2 separate regions of the Callithrix jacchus genome follow, and region 1 is linked to region 2. Evidence: chromatin contacts called from public Hi-C data. All regions are on one chromosome and are shown on one strand. The core of a region is the stretch at or near the end of the contact, and the rest is flanking DNA. Distances in the headings are between cores, read along the strand shown. Region 1 holds the start of ARID5B (AT-rich interaction domain 5B). Region 2 overlaps ARID5B (AT-rich interaction domain 5B).

What was found. A called contact is a pair of places that touch in the nucleus more often than the background predicts.
Region 1: a contact with region 2 is called in a Hi-C map of skeletal muscle, with 3 times the contacts expected there. The contact joins the promoter of ARID5B here to the enhancer-like site in region 2. A contact is called at or near these places in 2 of 3 Hi-C or Micro-C datasets (both in skeletal muscle).

The regions. Positions count from the first base shown.
Region 1 is chr12:68,556,200-68,560,401 of calJac240_pri, reverse strand. ARID5B (AT-rich interaction domain 5B) reads left to right here and starts at 2,203. Exons shown (of 9, transcript XM_035268289.3): 1 at 2,203-2,234; 2 at 2,663-2,917. The coding sequence starts at 2,214.
Region 2 is chr12:68,398,952-68,403,049 of calJac240_pri, reverse strand. All of the region lies in intron 4 of ARID5B (AT-rich interaction domain 5B), which reads left to right. Among named protein-coding and RNA genes, the nearest start is that of ARID5B, 160 kb to the left of the region's middle. Within about 2 kb of position 2,774, at least 1 of the 16 cell types and tissues checked has an H3K27ac peak or open chromatin away from gene starts, as enhancers often do. A contact at or near this core is called in skeletal muscle, where this site is marked.

The sequences.
Region 1 (4,202 bases), core at 954-3,453, 160 kb before region 2:
CAGTATACATTATAAAGTTAAAGAGAGAGAAAGCGCAAGAGAGCTATAATTTGTCTTTGTAACCCATGTTTATAAAATAGGAAGATCAGATGAAATTTCAAGAGATAATTAAAGAGTGATGTGCAACTCATAATTTGGCTAATGTCAAAGATGGGAGACTGTGAATTGTAGTCCTCCATAGTGCAGAGTTGTGATATTACTTTAAATTATTAAAGTAGTTTTTGACAGCTTTCAGAATACCGGCTCTTTGGCATGGGCTTTTATTACTTATTGTAATTGGAGGATCTGCCATTTTCTTTCGTTTATCTGTGTGTATAGAAACGAGATAGATCTTGCCTTTTATTACTTCCCCATGTTCTGAATCAAAAAAATGTGGTTTAGATAATGTTAAGTGCCCTAATTCTTACTGCAGCGGACGCAGACGTTATGAAAAGGCATAAAAATACACACTGAGGGTCTTTCCACCTCAAGTCACTGAATATGAGGCATTTGTGCTCTGCCGGGTGTATTAACTTCAGCCATGTGAATATAATTTTCATTAAAGTAATCCTGTTTCAACTAGATGCTGTGACTAGAGGTGAAACGTTGCGAAAGCGTTAAAAATAGCTTACTAGTAATTTCAACATCCTGTAATTTTATCACAGATCAAGTTTCAACTGTCATACTATACAGACCTTATTCCCCATATAGTACATGTTTACTTTTTTAGCATGCCAGACCCACTTTGGAAAGATTGGTGCCAATATAATAAAAGCTGGAGTGGGGGTGTGCTGGAAGGAGTGGGAGGAGAGCGGGGAAGGGGGTGGGAGAACGTGGGGGAAGCAAGTACACCATTTTAAATCAACACTGCGAAAATGCAATCTAGCCTGGCGGAGGACCGGCAGCTGGGTCGGAGCGAGCGAAGGCTTTGCAGTCTCTGCCTGTTCCTTGTTCTGTCGCTCTTAAGTTTCTCTGTGTTTGCATAATAGCCGTGCATGCAAACCTCGCAATGCTCCAGGGCTCCAGAACAATAAATATACACATTTAAAGCCTTTATTGTCTTACGGTTCATGCCCCCGGTTTTCAACAGCTTAATTTCTGGTTGTATTTAACTAGTTTGCAAATGGATTTTTTCAGTTTCAAACTATTATTGAGGAAGCTCCCCTCCCTTTTTTGGCGGGGGAGGGGGTGGGGGTGGGGTAGGAGTCGGTATATTATTCCTGTAGCGCTGGGTTATATAAACACATTATCATTTGAGAGCGCCCTTGGCGTCCATCAGCATTGTAAACACGTACTAGTGTATATACTTCAAAATTAAAGAATGCACACGCAGAACCGGGAGCCTGAATTCATATTCTGAGCAGACTCGCTGCTCGTATTTATTGATTTATCATGCATCGTTTATTGTTCCAGTCCCTAAATGCAGTCGCTGTCCGTTCAATATTGTTTGCAAAATCCTAAGATGTGTGTGCACTGCTCACTTGTCTTTTTTTTTTTCTGAGTATTTTTTTTTTGCGAAGCGAACAAATGCATTAATATTTATATGTTTATATAATCGATAACCCACTTTTCCCTTCCATGTAAATAGGCATCAAAAGATAATTTAACAGATTAGTTCTCGAAAACATGGCAGTGAGGAAGCGTAATTTAACTATCAAACAAATCTACATGTCTAATAACAGCAAATCTGCTAAGGAGCATTAGAAAGAGGAGCAGCGCCCCGGAATCTCTGCAGGAAATGTTCTTTATATTAGACATATACAAGCAGGTCCTGTCAGATGCACAGCGAAGCTCGCTAGCCCTCCTCTTCTCCAAAAATCTCATCAGACGATATCCCTAGACAGGGGCGGTTAGAGAGAGAGAAATCACATCTTCACACACTTTTTAGGGTGCTTTTTATTTTTACAAATCTTCCTATGTGTTTTTTGCCTTGATCCATCCTCTTCCCGCCGAGATCGTACGGCGCCTTTCTCTCGATTATGAATTTGATCAATCCATATTTGGAAGGAAACCCAGATAGTTTTTTCAGGAGCTGAAAATTGAGTTGTTATAGAAATATTAGGACATATTTTCAATCATTTCGGTGCCCAAAGGGAGGCAAGAGCTCAGTTTTATATTGAGACATTACGCCGGCTGGAGGCAGAGAATGCGTTTCCCTGCCAGGACCTGATGCAATCCATTCAAGCCAACAAGTTTGGAGAGAATGTTGAGTTCAATCAATTCAGAACGTCGAGATGGAGCCCAACTCACTCCAGGTATTTCGCTCTCCTCCGCTCCTCCGATCCCGGCACCCCCCAGCACCCCCCAACCCCCCAGCTCACCCACACCTCTGCACCCACCCACACCCCCCACAAACTTTTCACCAAACTTTTACCCCCTGCATCCTCCCAAATCATTTTTATTGTTTAAAAAAATCCCTGCACTGATCATACATACAAAATGTAATTTTACCGCCTCAGATGGGGAGGTGGGGAGAAGTGGCGGTGGGGGGGGGGGCTGAGTTTTTTTTTTTTTTTTTAAGGGAGGCAGAAAATTTGTGGGTGCTATTATTTTTCCACCCAGCGTTATATCTGTTGGATCGTCTGTATTAAGAGAGTGGATGTCTGTGTGTAAATGTGTCTGGGAATAGATGTTTGTGCTCTGATGGCTACATTATTTATTTGGTGTTTTTTCCCCCCTGCAGTGGGTCGGCTCACCGTGTGGCTTGCACGGACCTTACATTTTCTACAAGGCTTTTCAATTCCACCTTGAAGGCAAACCAAGAATTTTGTCCCTTGGCGACTTTTTCTTTGTAAGATGTACGCCAAAGGATCCGATTTGCATAGCGGAGCTCCAGCTGTTGTGGGAAGAGAGGACCAGCCGGCAACTTTTATCCAGCTCTAAACTTTATTTCCTCCCAGAAGACACTCCCCAGGGCAGAAATAGCGACCATGGCGAGGTGGTAAACCTGTCTGTCCCTCTTTCTTTCTTTATTATTTTTCCCCCTAGTAATGCTTATTACAGGGCAAGCTTGAAAATACTGTATTCACTTCTGCAGGCGAGCAGGATCGACTCCTTTTTTAAAGGGGTAGCGCCACTAGCTGGGGCTCGAGTATTTTACCATTGTCAGAGTTTGGCTGTCAGCTTTACAAAGAGGATCCAACTGCTGATTTTAGTCAAGATCAAATAACTTGTTCGAGAAGGGTTTTGTTCAAGGATTGTGTGTGTGTGTGTGTGTGTGTGTGTTCATTTGCTCTCCTGCTATTGCCTCTTGAACATCACATGCTTTTTATATTTTTTGCCTTTTGAAAATTTACCTTCGTGTCTCGCTCGGTCGTGTCTGGGTGGATTTCTTTCGGTGGGTTTCGATATTGTTCTCTCTTTTTTTTAAAGTAAGTATTTGATATGTTTAAGAGGGCGGAAATTACGAAATGGAGGCAGAATGAGATCAAAAGCTATTGAGTTGGCAAAGACGTGTTGAATAAAGTGATAAATGACAGGTACTGGAATAATACATTCAAATAACTTGCAGATCTGCCCGGGCGGATTTCAAAGCGGTGGTGTAACAGGCACAAACACGTTAAGCATTAACAACTATCTCTAGCCCACTCCCCCTCCCCGCGGACAAGCCATTTGATGTTCTAGTTTGCAATTACTCCACGAAAAGTGGACGTCTTCCTGCGCGATCTTCGGGGGTGTGTGGGACGGGGGCGGGGGAGGGGAGGGCAGAGGGGTGTGTGCTCGCCCACTGGCCCTGCGGGTCCGGCGTTCTCCGTGCCCAGACGGAGCTCCCGGGGAGGGCGGGGAGGGACAGAGCCTCCCCGGCACGTTTCTGGGCGGCCGCGGGGGCGCTCGCCGCGCTCCCGGGAGGACGCCGGAGGTGAGCCCTCTGTCACCGGGCGCCAGGGCGGCCGCCTCCCTTCGGCTCTGTCATTTCATGTGTGACCGCATTTCTGCGGGCTCCCCTCGTCAGCTGACCGACCTCAGCGCCGCGGTACCTATCGGGGGGAACTATTTTGGGGTTTTGGGGCGTCTGTGCCCACGTCTCAGCAGGGAGGGAGGGCGCACGGCCGCCTGGCGAGGCTTTGTGTTGCCAGAGCGAGAGCAGGGCAATCAAACAGACTTTTGAGGGCAGCTAGTGCTGTGCCAGGCTCTCGAGCTTTCGAGGTAGGTGTAAGGATCTAAGGATCTTTTTGTTAAATGAATGGTTTCCCGTTTAACTCATCCCGGGGCTCGGAGCTGCC
Region 2 (4,098 bases), core at 1,525-4,024:
ATTTTAATTGAAGAACAGATTTCAATTGACATCAGTTTCCAGATCAAAGAACTAAACTTTTGAAAATGGGAGCATTTTAATTAGTGGTGACTTTGGAAGAGTCTGACGTAGAAAAAAAAAGCACGAATTCAGTTCTGTGTTAACAGTCTACTGTTTCTCTGCCATGTACTCCACCTCCTCCCCAATGTAATGAAGTAAATCTTAGAGGTCCATGTTCTAAAAAATCTTATTGTTAAGCGTCATTGTTTCATTAGGAAATTCTAAGGACCTTTTGCTTAGAATTTCTTCATACTTCTAAGATTCCAAAGGGTTAAGAAGAGATGAACCAGTTTCTACTGTGTATTTTCCATTTTCTGGTTGAAAACAAATCTCTCTCCCTAAGGCGATTTTTGTTCTGTGCATTTAACTTTCTGTGAACAACTCCAAATGGATACCATGAATGACATTTTCTTATCAGTTGGACACCTCAGCACTAGAACTGTCTACCTAGGACTTTGGTTTCTACGGTCTTGAAGGATGTCAGCAGGAACAGTTCATTCCCTGCTATGTAGTTTGCAAGATCCTGCGGAATGGGGCAAGAAAGTTTTAAGACCATAACATTCAGCAGAGCTTGCACCATGCCTTCTGTTGGTGCCCAGCCCATCCTTGGTTGACAGCCTGTGTTTTCTCCAGCATATTCAGTACCTGAGCCCAGCAGGATAAACCTCTTTCCCATGCCACTTGGCGTTACCACCAAGGTATGCCTCTGGGAATTTTACAAAACTCATACAGTTGATCTGAAAGAACAGCACCTCCAATGTTTCTCTCCACGGAAGGCAGCTCAGAACTCACTGTTGAGTTCGCAAAGCCGAGAAGAACAAGAGCCTGCTGTATAGATGGGCTTTATTTGATCACTGACTTCTTAACAAGAAGGATAGAAGTCAGTCCTGGATTTTCTAAGTGACGCCTTTACCCCATCCCCACAACGGTGCTGCCCAACAGAATCTTTACAAAGAGATGGATCATCCTTCCACCACTGGTGTTCAGTGGTGAACAGATGAATGTCATGGTGTAGTCAGCTCCTAGGGACTGGTCTAATGGCTTGGCTCTTTTCAGAATCTTGGATTATAGTCACACCTTGGCTGCTTCCAGTGGGTCTAGCAAGACCACTTAAGCAAAAAGATCAGTAGGTATGAAGTATGACAAGCTTGTCTGATGGCACTAACAGACAGATGTAAAATACCTGCAGAATGAACAAGCCACATCTGAGATGAGGACAGTCATGAAAAAGGCATGTGTGTCTTTACGTGGTCTTTTCTCATGAAACACGACAGTAGAGAGATTATAAGCTAGTGACCATCTGATCATCTGCTGAACTGGAAGCAGCATTTTAGGGGACAGTGAGCTGTTTGACTTTATGACCAAGACCCATGTGACTGTTTCTTTTCAACAGTGCCTGGAACAGACCATTTCTAACTAAGCACGAACTTCATGCAGCTCCACACAGCAAAGCTCTTAGAGTGGGACCCACTGGGTTTGTTGTGTTCATGATTGGAAAAATAAGTCAAGTGATTTGCCTGTCACCATCAAAATGTTGTACTCCCTCCATGAGAACTGAAGACTAGCTTTGCAAGATCATATTTTCCAAGGGAGAGAGAATTACATGGCTCCCCAAAGGCAGCAAGAGTCGTGTGAAGAGGAAACTACCAACTCTTTGAAGATCCCATGATTGTGTTCAGCCCAAATCCTGCCATTTTTTTTTCTGGAATCATTTTAAAGCAGTGACCTGAGGCCCAGGCCTTTCATAGAGCGATCTATACATGAGAAATCTTCTTGGCATAGCACCCTAATAAAAGGCCTACATTGATAGATGGCAAATGATTTTTTATATCCCATAAGCATTTTTCTGAAGGGCAGAAGGGTATAGCAGGTGGTTTATATTCTAAAAGGAACACAAAAGCAGAACTATGGTGGGCAGTGTGTTCATTTAGATGATAAACAGAGTTTTGATATTTCACAAATAGAATGTTTTCATTATTTTCAATATTTTTCCTCTCATGTGGTCTTTAGGACTGTTCCCAGGGATTATCATTCTTGCTTTACTAAGAAAGAAACTGAGGGTCACCTAGCAAGGTAGCAACCAAACCAAGATGAGAACTCTAGCTTTTATATTGCTCGTTCAGCACATCTTATTGTCCCAGTTGAAGGCTGGATTAGTTATAACTCAATCCCCTGGAAGGACGTGGTTAATATCAAACAGGTGTTGGTTCATGGAAAATGTTAAATGTTGATTATTTCATTAGCACCTCCTCAATCATTTTGGAAACCCCAAAGCCCTTAGGGTACTCAACAGGTGTATAGTGTTCAGGTCAGGAAAAGCAGATCTAGTAATTAACTGTCACGATCAGAAGGTCGGGCTTTCTTAGCCAACCTGAAGACTACTTTCCTTGCCACTACCATCTGCACTGTCATGATTCAATAGATTGAAATACTGAGAATGCTTTGGGTAAAAAAAAAACATATAGAAAGGAACTTGATTTAGTCCTACCCAGAAACAGAATAATACCCTAAAGAGGTCATTTATGTTAACCAGAAAAAAAATGTATCAAGCTGGAACAAGAAAAGAAGCCTCTGTTCTCTTGTTCACTTCTTACTAAGTACCCGGCCTCCCCTGGAGCAGCGTTCGGGCAGCCCACTGAGATTCAGGATGGAGTTCAGCAGGTGGCAGCCTGGCTTCACTTGGAGCCTTTGCTATGAAGCACGGAGTCTGGGTTACTCTGGACCTGGTTCATGCACCCCTCTGTGTCTTCCTTCTGTTTCTGTTTCTACACAGATGAGGAAGAGGGGTAAGCAGCTCTCTAGACACCAAGGAGTTCAAACCTCATTCTCCTTTTAACAGTGGTGCTTCTGACCTAATTATATAGATAGTTGGCCCATTATCACTGCAAATTTAAGACTCCATTCATTTTATACACAAACCTGAGAGATCTACTCTTTTATGTTACAAGCTTGGGGTTTCGAGCGGGGCAGAACTGAATTCTAAACCCCAGAGGTCTGCCTCTTCCAAGCCATACATGACCTCACTGAACTCTAGTTTCCTCAACTATAAAATGTGGCTAAATATCTCCTTTTGACAATTCTTAGGAACATTAAGGTAGAGCATGTGAAGCCCACAGAACCATACCTAGCTCATTGTAGGAACTCAATGGAAAACTGATTTCCCTCCCCTTTGCTCATTATACAATAGAAGGAATGGAGCTCCTTGACACATTGGAAACCCCCTAGATTTGTCTTCTACTTTTCATTTGATAAACCACATTTCTAAGTAGTAGGTTTTGTAATGCCCCGTAATCATTCATATAGGCTTTTTAATTGGGAAGTCTGTTTTGATTACCAATTTAATATTTGTATGAAGAATGTCAGAAAAGTATAATGTTTAAAAAAAGCACAAGCCCTAAAGGAAGGCTGCCTGAGCTTAAATTTCAGACTCCCCACTTACTAACTAGGGCATGATCTTGTGATCTTGTCCATGCTGCTCATCCTGTCTGCCTCTGTTTCCTCGTTTCTAATACGAAAATCGTAAATACCTCATTCAGGTTGTGAGTATGAAATAAAGCAAACACATTGAGAGAGAGCCTGGCTGCCCAGGAAACACTCAGAAAGGGGTGGGAGGCGATGCAGACTGAAACTGGAGTGATGTATGATTTCAAGACGCTACATAAATTATAGATTTCACCAGAACTTTAGATCCAACAGCCTAAAATTTGGCAGTGAAAAATGATGACAACATAAACTTTCACAGGATATTTGCCTTAATATAACATTACAGAGTACAGAATCTACATGGAAAAATCGTTTTAGTCCCCGTTTCCACAGCCCCTTAAAAATTAAAATCTTATCTAGAAGCCCCATTGAATCAGTTTCATAGGAAGTATTATCTTTGCAGGACCAGTTGAAAGATCTTAAACTCTATGTGTTCACTTGAGAGAATAAGCAATAAAGAAAACTCTTGCAGAGAATGTACTTTCCTTTACTAAATAAGCATAGTCTTTTGTGTTCTTAATGCTCAGGAAGGATGATCTGCAGGGAAAGAAAAAGGGTTCGAAATCCTGAAATGGA